2 separate regions of the Triticum aestivum genome follow, and region 1 is linked to region 2. Evidence: chromatin contacts called from public Hi-C data. All regions are on one chromosome and are shown on one strand. Each heading gives the region's core, a stretch centred on a gene start, on an enhancer-like site or on the middle of the called end of the contact. The rest is flanking DNA. Distances are from core to core; before and after follow the strand shown. Region 1 holds the start of LOC123180768 (putative F-box/LRR-repeat protein 23). Region 2 holds the start of LOC123180767 (protein trichome birefringence-like 25).

Region 1 (7,065 bases), core at 1,656-4,155, 370 kb before region 2:
TGGTCTGGCAAAGTTCACCTCTGATAACAGCACACATGTGTCAACAAGAGTAATGGGCACTTTCGGGTGTGTGATATGTTTAAATTTCTTTACGGGAAAACCCCTAGTTTGTGTCATTTATATTGTTTCAGTATTTTAGATAGAAACTGAATCATCATTCAATTTGCTATGCTGTAGTTGCAGTTACAGTTTCCTGAGACCTTTTTTATGGTATTAGGTATCTAGCACCAGAATATGCGTCTTCTGGAAAGCTAACTGAGAAATCAGATGTCTTTTCCTTTGGAGTGATGCTTCTTGAGCTGATAACTGGGCGCCGGCCTGTTGATTCAACCCAAACATATATGGATGACAGCTTGGTTGATTGGGTAAGTATTTTAATAGCCTACTTAAGTTTGGTGTTACCCATGATACTTCGACTAGATAAGTCAGGAAAGTTTGGTAGTTTCTTATGTACGTCAGGCAAGGGACATTTTGGGTACATGATCATTTTCATGATTTGTTTTTTAAAATGCTTTAATATTATGTGCTGTCATTGTCATTACTGATCATGACGTTTGTAGATTTAATATTATGTGCTGTAAGTACATTTGCATACTTATGTTTGAATGCTTTAAGAATACAACCTCGAGTCAAACATTGTTTTAGCTTTTGACTTATCATGGTCTTGTAGAAGCAAATTGCTTTGCTAGTTTTGATCATTGTATGTTAATAAGTTGTAAGAAACTATATGATCATTGAACATTTTTTTGACAAAGCTATTGTCTGTGTGTCATTTCTTTGTAGTCAATTTATATACTTCATTATCTGTAAGCCTTCTGTTAGAATCGTTTCTTCTATTGAATTAATGTTGTCGATGGAGTAACATATTTGACCATCTATAGGCAAGACCTTTACTGATGCGAGCACTTGAGGATGGTAACTATGATGAGTTAGTGGATGCTCGTCTGGGAAAGGATTTCAATCCTAATGAGATTGCCAGAATGATAGCATGTGCTGCTGCATGTGTACGCCATTCAGCACGTCGTCGCCCTCGAATGAGTCAGGTAACTTGTATATGAAAATCAATTCGACATCTACTTCGGGCATTTTAGATGTTAATAGAGCTGTAATCTGCTTATAGCACAATAATGCTTTCAGCCCTTAGTATTGTGGCTACAAGTGAGAATTATGTGGTTGCTCATACCTGATATGATTGCCAGGTTGTTCGGGCCTTAGAAGGTGACGTCTCTTTGGAGGATCTTAACGAAGGTGTTCGGCCTGGTCATAGCCGCTTTTTCGGATCATACAGCAGCTCTGACTATGATTCTGGGCAGTACAACGAGGACATGAAGAAGTTCAAGAAGATGGCCTTTACGACGAATGACTACACGAGCAGCCAATACAGTGCGCCGACGAGCGAGTATGGTCAGATACCATCTGCATCAAGCAGTGAGGGCCAACAAACTCAAGAAATCGAGACAGGGACAATGAAGAAAGGTGGCCACAGTGGCTACAGTTCAGGATACAGCGGGCCGTCGTGAGGGAATTCTTTTTTACCCCCCCTTTTTTGACTTTCTCGTCGATGCAATTTGTAAAGTCCGGTTGAATTTATATGCTGACTTGACTTGTGTGCGAGGAAGGGATGTTTGACCCAAGTATAGCTTCTGGTAGCTGCAGCCGTTGATTCTTTCATATGTTGTTGACCGATCTGCCCACCGCCGTTTGCTATGTAATTCAAAGAGCTAATTGAGTGCTGTACTGTTCATACCCACTCAGGGTTGAGTAAGAGTAACCCAACGATTCTTTTTACCACTTGCTCGCGTGCCTTTGATGCGTCTCTTTTACCATGCGCGGCAACTTACATCATTATGGGGGCTATCTTATTCTTATCTTATTGTTGAGTGTGGATAGAATATGTGCTAGGCAGGATGCAACTTGTGAGTTGTCTTGCAAGCCAAATTCCGTGAGCTGTTCTTCGGAAGCACGGAACATGGACGACGGGACAGCTCACGGGAGGAGGTTGTCACGCGTTTCTTTCCAGTTACCCAGGGATGGCTCGCGACGCGTGACCCTCCTCCAGGTCCCAGGTTTGGAAGGAAGCCAGCGCAAGGCAACGCAACGCAGTGCAGGTGTGTGTGAGGTGTTGGGGGTGGGAGGTTGAGTAGTAAAGGTGTCAAGATTGGAAATGTCGGTCCAGGCTGTACTACTAACCGTTGCTGGGTTTGGCCGGTGGCTCCCTCGTCGTGTTCTCTCTCCCGGTGGCGTGTTCTGCTTGAATGATTCCATCTGACGGTTTGCTCGGGATAGACGAACCTAGCAACCTGGCCTCACTGTCATCATCCCTGTTGGATAGACTGTCCGATCTTCTCTGGCAAATCATTGTTGGACTGCCAGCAGGTGGCAACATCTACTCCAAGTCACCTATAACCTAAAAAGAAAAAACAAGGGTTATAAGGGCATCTCCAACGGCGTTCTGCAAATCGGGCTCGTCGTCCGTCCCTCGACGAGAATACAGGAGCCGGCCACCCAACCACATGGCCGAAACGTCCACCCGCATTTCAAATGAAAATTGAACTAGAAGGACAAATTTCATGCAAACTGAACCTAATTCATACAAAGTTCAACATATTACATTAAAATTCATGAACTTTTTTTAAATTTCACAACATTTTTTTTTGTGTGCTATCAACAATTTTTTGAATCAAGCTATTTTTTTTACATTGCATTAAGCTAATATGTTGGTTTTTTTAATCAAGATAAATGTTTTACATTGCATTAATTTTATGTTTTTAAACATATGTATTCACAATATTAAAAAAAAAAGAACGATGGAAAAAACTGGGGAAAGAATAACTTACTTGCAACCTTAGGCTGGCCCATTTATAGCGACGGCCTGACGCGAGTGCACGCTCCGTCATAGGCCCACGCCCCACCCCTAAAAAAAAAGAACATAGGCCCACGCCCCACGCCCCACGCGATGTCCTCCTTCCCCTCCCGCCGTCGCCGCCGGCCCCGCCGCTGCGGCGAGGTGCGGCCGTCCGCGGATTGGGCGGATCTGCCTATAGACGCGCTACTGTCGGTGCTCCAATACCTGGAAACCATCGAGCTCATGGTGGGCGGAGCGGGGCGAGTATGCCGCTCCTGGCGCCGGGCCATACGCAATGAACCCGAGCTCTGGCGCCGCATCGACATGCGCATCCACAAATATCACAACTACCGGATTGACGAAGGCATGGCGAAGGAAGCCGTCCGGCGGGGGTCGGGCCGGTGTGAGTCCTTCTGGGGCGAAGACGCCACCGACCACTTCCTCCTATTCCTCACCGAGCAGTGAGATTTCTTTATTTCTCCCCTCCCCTCTCGATGGAAGATTGGGCTTCATGCCTGGCTTCGATTTTCCTTATTCTGCAATTAGGGTATTGTAGATAGATCATTAGCGCAACTTATGATTTACTAGTCGCGTGCATTTTTCTTAAGCTGCTACGGCAGGCAAAAGCACACGACGGCTATAGGACGTAGCGCACGACACACAAGGATCAGGGAAGCAGAGGAAGAGAACTGAAATGAGAACTAGAAACGAGCTACAACAAACAACCACCACCAAGAGCTCAGCAACCATCGCCATTAGATCAGACCGAGAAACTAGCATAGTTGGATCAGTGGAAAGGAAATCTGACACCGAGAAGACCCAGAGAAGAAGTCGCTGCCCCTGGGATCACTCTTCACCTTCAAGACATAGGAGAGTGTCACATCTATTGTCGAAGGGCTTCCCACCACCTAGCCACGTTGTGACAAAGAGAGGCAATGATCTGCCGAGACAGCCCCTGCACCTCCTCTTGGCCACCCCATGGCCACCATCATAAATAGAATGAACTAGAGCCCTATGCAAGGCAACGAAACCTCAAGCGCAATCGAAGGTCACTGAACTTTGAGACATCACCAACGTCGCGAGCACTCATGAGAGGCACTCATGAGAGGAGGTCGATCAACAACACCAGGATGACCAAGGCACCCCAGACGCCCCAAGAAGTGCCAGCAAACCAACCGGGACCCCTAACGACCGACCGCAAATCAACGGCTCGAAGGCGACGCCCCCAAGGGGGAAAATGACATCGATGGCGTCTTTGTCGTTGGATCCAATATGGATCTAAGGCTTTTGCCCGGAGCATACCATGGAACAAAGACGGAAGCTTCTCGATGACACCTCCGAGGAAAAAATGTGGCCCATAGGTGTCGCCGTCATTGTTGCCGACTAGGTCGGCACAAGGCTTTCGTCCGAAGCATCACGTTCCCACCTCACCGCATCACACTCGCCGCCGAGTCCTGCAAGCACATGAGCGCGAGACCTTCCCCACCTCTTGCTGCTCGGCGGCGAGTATCCTCGCTGGATCGAACAAGATGGCCACCTTTGATGCAAGCAAACCTGGCTTTGGTTCGCATTCAAGTTTAAAGAGAATCCGCTCTATATAACAAGAAATTTGCATTCAAGTTTAAAGAGAAACCGCTAGTCCGCTCTTATATAACAAGAAACGAATTTAGAACCCTTGAACCCCTTGCAATTGGCCTGCAGAAACCAAATGGATTCCTTCATCAGTATATATAAAATAAAACTAAGATGCACTTAAGTACCATAATTGAACTATACTGTTTGACATAGAGAATAATCGTTCTTACAGAAGAAACAAAAAAGAACCAATCGTCTTGTGAAAGAAGTTTGCCTAGATTGGCTGTATGCTTTCATGTTGCTGGCTTGCTGCTCTTATCTCTGGATATTCCATAGGCTGGCATGAATGGATGACTGCAGAGCACAGTCATCATTTCCAGCAGTGTATTGAATACTGATGCTGCATGTTTCTTTGGTGAGAGGAGGAGATCGCATTATCATGTCGTAGCAGTGCATGGAAATGAGTGCCTTATCATGCAGCATTAAGTTCATATTTTGCACATGTACATGGAAACAGAAGTAGCAAACTGCCTTTTATTCTTTGCTTCAACAGATACCATCACTTAGCCCCACTTCAGTCAGTATGTCCTTAGCTTACATAGCAGCTTTATGTTCTTTCCCGGCAGTTTGATCTATTTCGTTCCTTCTATTAGCTAGCTGTTCTTCCAGGACAGTACAATGGATATTGGTTATTAACATCAAAGCTCTCTGTTTCCAGGGCACCATCTCTAAAGAGCCTTCGCCTCATATCTTCTAAGCACATCACTAACGAAGGGTTGTTGGCGGCACTTAATAAGTTTCCTGTGCTTGAGGAGCTTGAGCTTTCACTTTGCAAACATGTTTTCGGAAAGGTATACGAGGGTATTGGCATAGCCTGTCCACGCCTCAAATGTTTAAAGGTCAGCTATCCTTGCTTCTATAGCATCGAAGATATCGAGTATAACAAGGATGAGGAAGCTCTGGGGATTGCAACAATGTTTGTGCTACGCTCCCTTCAACTGTTTGGCAGCGAACTCACCAACGCAGGATTGGCAACAATCCTTGATAACTGCCCTCACCTTGTGTATTTGGACGTTCGCCATTGTTTCAATATCCACATGGACATCACCCTGCGTGCAAAGTGTGCTGGAATAAAGACGATGAAGCTTCCTCATGGCTCAACTGATGACTATGAGTTCCAGATTGAAAACCCAGTTCGAACACGTGCAAGGAAACCTAGGCGAGATTACAAACCCTACGTCTGATGGAAATCCGAAACTTGACTTCTTTCATGCCAGCTTTCGGGTTGAGGCTGCAAGAGTACTGTTTTTTCTTGGTGCAGTTAGGAGTTTAACATCAAATGCTTGCAGCCTGCTGTCAATCACTGTGAAATCTGAAGGCGACGATGACCAATGTGATTCTTATCATTACTACCTGTATCATCTATGTGTACTGACATGAACGTGCGAATATGAAAGACTGCCCCCAGGCGCTGGGGCACTTCCCATGTGTTATAACTTAATTAAGCATGATTAGTTAAAGGGAAATCTACCCTTGCCCAAACCGGCTTAGGCTGTGCCTGGTTCAGCTGTAGATTATGAAAAGGCTACTAGGAGCTGTGGGAAAGCAGCAGCTGTAAGCTGGGGAAAAGCTGGAAGTTGTTTGGTTGGAGCAACTGAAACTGTGGATTTGGTAGGAATTGTATGTAACGCCCCTGAGGGCTTGATTATATGGTGAATGGCTTGATTATATGCTAATTCACCGTAAAACACTGATCTGTAAATTAATTACGGTATAAATGACCAATTTGGAAAGGAAAATCCCATATTTTAGATGTTGCATATGTAGACCTGAAATATCAATGAAATGCCTCACATTTGCATCAAGTACTGCCTTCTCACACATACTTAAAACAAGCAACATAATTGTCAAACTCGAATTGGTTTGAAGAACAGAATTCAGGAACAGAAACTGGATTTAACTCGAACTAGTCAACTTTATTGGAAGAAATCAAGAGTTTTGCTGCGAATTAAATATTAAGAGGAACCTAAGGTCTGCCAAAAACACTGGCGGCTAAGAGGGAAATCCTAACACAAGAAATGGTTCTCCATCTGTCAGGAGGATGACCCCCGGGATAGGCGCGCCAAACACTTGGCAATTTTCAAAACATCGGGGCGGCAAGCGCCCCTCAGTCTGGCTAGCCCTCCGGCCGGCCTGGCACGACGGAGAGAACGTGGTAACTGCCCCGTGACGCGGAGGACGACATGCCACAGTGGCGACCTGCCGGCAGGTCCCGCAGCCGACGGACCCCACTAGAAGACAGAGCCAATGACACTAGGGCCCCCCGTCTTTTTTATCACTTGTAACCTGGGAGGCCAGGCTATAAGACCTCCCAGGAGTCCTGTGAGGAGGGGGTCGGCCTCATTCTACACACACACACCCACTCACATGCAAGGAGAAGAGATCTAGTTCCTTCTTCCTCCTCCACTCATACAACTCAAGGAGAAACATTGTAGTTCTTGTGATCCTCAGAGACGATCCGGCAGGACTAGGGTTGTTACCTCCCTCAGAGGGCCCTGAACCCGGGTTCATCGTGTGTCTCGCACCGCTTGTCCCCAATATCATTTTCAGAACCCACCGAAGTCCTTTGACCCCAACCACACTCA
Region 2 (6,327 bases), core at 962-3,461:
TTCCTTGCCATTGTCGTCCTTGCCGCCGCTTCGACCTCAGCAATGGAAACAGTGAGAGGAGGAAGAGGGTGCTTCCTCAGCCACCTCTTGCTCGCCAAGCAGGAGAGAGTTCACGAAGCAGAGGGAAGTCATGAGGGGGTTTTCGTGATATATATTCAAGTGATTAGAGGGATATCCCACCTTTCATCTGACCCGTCGATTCTGAATCCGAGAGCTCGGATTGAAAGATTCCATGTTTGCACTGAAATAGAGTTTTCACCTGATACATTGCCGTGTTTATAAACAGACAAAAGGTATAGTGGGCAGATTGAATGGTGATATTTTCTATCTGAAAATCAAAATGATCTACATAATTGGTATCCTAATTACCCTTGAAAAGTAAAGCTAAATTCCTTTACAGCTCAGGATTTAAGAGATATCTTTCATATTAATATGAATTCCACGAGTTGTGACATTGGCAGGGGTGGAACCTATGAATAAAGATGTTATGACAACTAAGAATTCGTTTTGTTAGCACTTATATAAACGCATTCACCATTTTTTCCTAAGCCACAAATATGGCAAGCTGACATGGAAGATGTGGAACCTATGAGTGAAAATGTTATGACAAGTTATCAACTGAGGACTAAAAATTATTACTCCCTCCATAAAAAAATATAAGAGCGTTTAGATCACTACTTTAGTGATCTAAGCGCTCTTATATTTCTTTACAGAGGGGGTACTTTTTAGCACTTATCAAACATATAAATTTTATCCCTTTTCTTCCTAAGCCACAAATTTGGGAAGGTCTACAAAGGTTAACAAATTGAACTCAACTGTTACACTCATGATTATGCCGCCAAAAGTGTCAATAAACATTATTTACTACTACATCTGCCACAAAATGTAAGACGGTTTTTTACACTATGATAATGTCAAATGTCTTACATTTTGAGACAGAGGGAGTAATTTTTTTGGTGCCCACAAACATATACCCATTTCCTTATAAATATTTTCTATAAAATGAATAGCAAAGGAGCTGCTAACATTTAATCAAAGAAGTCAACTAGTAGCAATTTTGTCTTAACAATTGATCTGTGTCGAAGCTTGTAATATTTTTTTATGGGTGTAGCGAAGCAAAGCTTTTAGTATAATTGTATAGAATTTCATTCCCGTACTTTTTAACTCAAGTACATCACATGGCAGTATCTGAATTCTCGGTATTTTACATAAATATTTACCCGCTAGACGGGATTAAACCACCGGTTTCGTGTCTTACTTTCTATTCCATGCAAAAGCACACCTTAAAACCAAAATGTAGAATTCAAGTTGGCAATTGCCAATGGAAAACAAAACAAATACAACTGTCGTTATAACGACTCCTATGCTCATAAATAAAGGTTCAATGTTTCCAAACATGGAGGATAAGTAAAAGATCAACTTTTTATACTAGAAAGTACATACATCAAATGAAAATGCTCGAAACTGCTCCATTTTGTTCTCAGTCCCGTTCCGAGCTACCCATCGAACCGGGGGAAAATAACACTTATACCTAAAAATGATAGGGACCGATTTCCCCAGCATTCAAGATGCAACAGAACAATTAGGCTGTAAACGTGCAATCCCTATTCATCTGCAATCACCCAATATCTTTCTGAACTTTGTCTTATTAAGACCACAACAGGCGTTCAGGAACGATAGAGTAAAATTCCTATTTCACGGAACCAAAACATAAGTTCCAAGTTCCAACCTTGAACTCAAGAAAATACGGCGCAATTTCCAACAAACAAAAAATCACCAAAAACTACAGGCGAGACAAAATGCGAAACAATTCGCCCTCACTAAAACCCCCGACAAGATAAACCTAAACCCTACGAATCTCTTAACTTTCTTACTCAACTGAAACTAGAACTGGCAGAGAAATCCCGTACCTTCCTTGATATCCGGCGACAGAGACGAAGAGGAAGAGAAGGAGCAGAGCAGACGGAAGGAGACGCCGGCGAAGAGGATCCACCCGATGGCCTTGAGCCCTCCCAATCCCCACCCCCCTCCGCCTCCCTTGCGAGATCGAGGAGAGAACGGCAACGCCGCCCACGGCGACCACCTCGGGCCCAAGCCCATGGGGTGCTAGGATAATACTACTAGGATAGGATGGACCCCAGCTCGAGTGCCTGTGCGTGCGAGCCGAGCAGGGTAGGAGAGGAGGAAGGAGACACTGGGACTGCGAGTCGAGGACATCTGACCCTCTCGGTCTGGGCGTGTGGGAGTCCCATTGTGGGGCCTGCCACCATTCTCAGCCTCATCCGTCGCCTCCTTCCTGACCGGGCCTCGTGGCCCGTGACCTTAATTCCTACACAGCACCTATTTGGCGCTTTATTTTTTATTTTTTGAGAATTACCTATTTGGCGCTTCAGCGCCCATTATAGGTCATTTTACAAATGGGCGCACACTCTCCTGCGACCTGGACTGGCCCATCTAATTTTTTCTGGTTGTTAAAACGTAAAAAACTGTGAGCAGCCACATTCTTTTCATGTGACTACTTACCTCTTTTTCATTCTCTCAAAAAAAAACTTACCTCTTTTTCAACGGTGTCTAAGGAAAAAACATCTTTTTCAACGTTTTCTTCTTTCTTATTTCCTTTTTTATTTTCCCGTTTCAATTTCTCTTTTTCTTTCTTTTTCGATTTTCTTGTTACTTTTTCTCGTCTTTTCGAATGGTCTTTTTTATTTTTCGTCCTTATTCTTATTCTTATTATCTTCATTTTGTATCATTTTTTTTCTTTTGATAAATGCATGAACTTTTCTATTTTGCAATTTTTGGTAACTAAAAGAACTTTTCTTGAAATCCGTCAACTTTTTTTCAAAGTTGATTTTTAAAAATTCTCTAACCTTTTTTCAATATAGATGAACTTTTTATCATTGAAAATTTTTAAAAATTGATGAACTTCTTCAAAATAAAAACATATTTTTACAAATTCATGAACTTTTTTCAATATCAATGATTTTGTTCAAAATTGATGAACTTTATTCAAAATCGATGAACTTTTTTGAAATAGATAAACTTTTTCCAAATAGATGGAAATTTTTCGAAATCAATGAGAACAAATTTAAAATCGTGAACATTTCAAGTTTTTAAAATTTATTATCAAATTTGATGAAGTTTTTAAAAAATTGATGAAAAAATCAAATCAATGAAATTTTTCAAATTCATTAACTTTCTGAAGTTTGTGCAATTTTTTCAAAATCCTTGAACATTTTTGTATTTATGAAAATTTTGTTTTTCTGCGATTTTTTTGGATTTTTCCACATCGAAGAAGGAAGTTTTTTGTCTTTGGCAAACGAGCGAGCCAGCGTGCGTTTGTCCGGCCCAAGTGTGGCCGCGTGAGCGCCCTTCGCAACAGGCGCCTAAAGCGCCGTATAGGAGCTCCCTGATTCCTATTTGTCGTATTTTAGGGAAAATCCTTTTTGCCGCTCGCTGCGTCAAAATGTGGGGGTACCGCACACCTTGCATCAAGACCGGCCGGCCCGTTTAGAAGCACGCGCGTGTTCCAGGATGGTTTTCGGAACCTTCAGCCGGTTTTTCCGGTTTTAGGAACCTTCTAGCAAGTTCCTGAACTGGTTTTTTCTGTTTCTTTTTTATTTTTCTTTTCTATCTTTTTCATTTTTCTTTTTCTCTTTTTCCTTTCTTTCTTTTTTGTTTCCTATTTCAAGTTTATTTTTTGTGTCCAACAAATTCCCAGATATTTTAAAAATGTTCGTGTTTTACATTTTTGTTCACAATTCGACAATTTTGGGGAATTCCAAAAGAAGTTCCTATTTTCAAAATGTTGTGTACAATTTTTAAAAGTGCTCATGTTTTGAAAATTTCTTCGCAAATTCAAAAAATGTTAAGGAACTTCAGAAAATGCTCCCAATTTCTAATTTTGTTCATGAATTTGAAACTGTTCTTGTTATGAAATTTTTTTCACAAATTCAAAAAATGTTCGGAAACTTCAGAAAATGTTTCCAATCTCTAATTTTGTTCACGAATTAGAAACTATTCACAAATTCTAAAAATTGTTCATTTTTTCAGGAGTTTAAAAAAGTTCCAGTTTCAGATATTGTTCCTGTTTTCAATAAATGTTTGTGTTTTCAACATTGTTCATCTTTTTTTTTAAATCAAGAGTTTCAAAAAAGTTCCCATTTTCAAAAGTTGTTCTGGAGTTTAAAAAAATGTTTGTGTTTTCAAAAATTTCTACAGGAGTTTAAAATATTCATGTTTTCAAAAAATGTTTGTGATTCTGAATTATTCAAGTTTTTTTTTATTTCAAGAGTTTCAGAAAATGTTCCCATTTTCAAAATATGTTCCGGAGTTTAAAAAATATTCATGTTTTCAAAAATTGTTTGCTCTTTTATATTTTTTCGGGAGTTTAAAATGTTCCCGTTTTCAAAAAATGTTTGTGTTTCCAAAATTATTCGTGATTTCAAGAAAAAATTCAAGAGTTTCAGAAAATGTTGCCATTTTCAAAATTTGTTCGGGAGTTTAAAAGAATGTTTGTTCTTTCAAAAATTGTTCGCATTTTTATATTTTGTTCAGGAGTTTAAAATGTTCCTGCTTTCAAAAAATGTTCTATTTCTCCAATTTTTCTTGGAATTTCAAAATGTACCCGATTTTAATTTTTGTTCATAGATCCTAAAAATATTCGCACTTTTGAATTTGTTCGAAGTTTATAAAAATATTCCTGTTTGCAAACTTCATTCAAAGTTTTGAAAAAATGTTCCCGTTTCTTAAAATTGATCAATGATTAAAAAATGTTGATGTTTTTAAGAATAATCAAGATTTTCCAAAAAATATTTGACGTTTTAGAAAACTGTTTGAGTTTTAAAGAATTATTAATTGTCTGAAAAGGTTAGCATTTAAAATTTTTGCTTTTCTAAAATACTATTTACTATGTTTTAGAAAATCGGGTTTCAAAATAATATGCATGTTTGCAAAGAAAAGGTTGTGTTTGAACTTTTTAAAAAATGAGGATCTGTTGTTGGCATTCCTTCTTAAAGTTTTGCGTTGCTGTTTTAGTCAGTAACTGTTGTTAGGTCTAGTGGTTATGAACTATCTAGTGTAGCAGGAGTTCTACGGTTCGATCCCACTCCATTGCCTACAAATTTTTGCGGATTATTCGCCCGCTACCCGCTACAGTATCCGCACACACGCTATAGTATGGCACACCCTGATGGGCTGGCCCAGTCGGGCGGTCCCCTGTGCAAAGCCCCGACTGTGTGCCGCAATAAGCGGCACATAGGAGCTCCCGTATTTTAGGACTATGTCCACCTATTGCACAGGCAATCGACTTCGGTTGGCCCATTACATAGATTTAACATTTCAATTTTGGGAATATTACCGATTTTGGGAACTTCTAAAAGGTTTCCATTTTTCGTTTCTTACTAGTTTTTGGATTTAAGTTGTTTTTCCTTTTTCTTTTTATTTCTTCGCTTTTCATGTTCCTGTTTTTCTTTACTACTTTCTTTTTTCACATAAATTATAAATTTTCAAAATTATTCAAATTTCAAAAAATATTCATGTTTTCCAAAATATACTCAGAATTCCAGAAATTTTTTCGCGCCCCATTTGTAGTTTAGAGCCTCTGGGAATATATTGAAATCTTATTTGACAGTTTTCAACCATTTTGAATCTGGTTAAAGGCTCAATTTATTTTTAGTTTGAATCCCTTCTTTTGCGGAATGTCGTAAGTCCATATTTTAAGTATCACAAGTCCTTGCATCTAAACCTCGTGTATATCAAAACCTTCGTCCTCCTGCATCCATCAGCGATGCACCGTGAGCAAAACTCGATGACGTTTTGGTCCTCCGCCTCAAAGAAGCAAACTTGTGTAAACACATGAGCTTGTAGAAGCAGTGGCTAGTAAGTTGTCGATGTAGATCGTAAGACGCCAATGCCAAGGATGTGCTTAGTAAATTGCCACCCTATAGAAGAAGACCCAAAAAAGAGCTAGATACTCCAAAGACCATGAACGTTGATCGAATCCATACGGATCCATGGGGACCAAATTCGACTAGATCCAGAAAAATCCATTGAAGACACACCTTCACACGCTCTCCACATGCGCTAAACACACTGAATGGATCTGGGTAGGATGGGAAGGAAATTATTCATAAACTGGGGCAACGCCGCCTCCTCGACGTTCCGACAAAGACACAAAGACTCCGTAATGTCAGCCCAAACCAAGCTGCCCACGACATTGTACACCAAATCTGGCCAGAGGTCGAGCCCGCCTCCATCTAGGACCCCTTCTCCGGGAATCTCAGGATGTCGTCGACCCACGAAGCATCGCCAACGACGGCCACCGATCTA

The links. A called contact is a pair of places that touch in the nucleus more often than the background predicts.
Region 1: a Hi-C map of leaf shows a contact between it and region 2, with 4 times the contacts expected there. The contact joins the promoter of LOC123180768 here to the promoter of LOC123180767 in region 2. A contact is called at or near these places in 2 of 5 Hi-C or Micro-C datasets (both in leaf) and 1 of 1 datasets of contacts at active chromatin or transcription factors (leaf).

What each region holds. Positions count from the first base shown.
Region 1 is chr1D:140,403,166-140,410,230 of IWGSC CS RefSeq v2.1, reverse strand. LOC123180768 (putative F-box/LRR-repeat protein 23) reads left to right here and starts at 2,905. Exons shown (of 2, transcript XM_044592901.1): 1 at 2,905-3,306; 2 at 5,139-5,906. The coding sequence starts at 2,957. The coding sequence ends at 5,664. It overlaps LOC123180769 (proline-rich receptor-like protein kinase PERK1), which reads left to right. Exons shown (of 8, transcript XM_044592902.1): 5 at 1-66; 6 at 218-365; 7 at 882-1,043; 8 at 1,200-1,791. The coding sequence ends at 1,520.
Region 2 is chr1D:140,032,716-140,039,042 of IWGSC CS RefSeq v2.1, reverse strand. It overlaps LOC123180767 (protein trichome birefringence-like 25), which reads right to left and starts at 2,211. Exons shown (of 3, transcript XM_044592900.1): 1 at 1,911-2,211. The coding sequence starts at 2,100.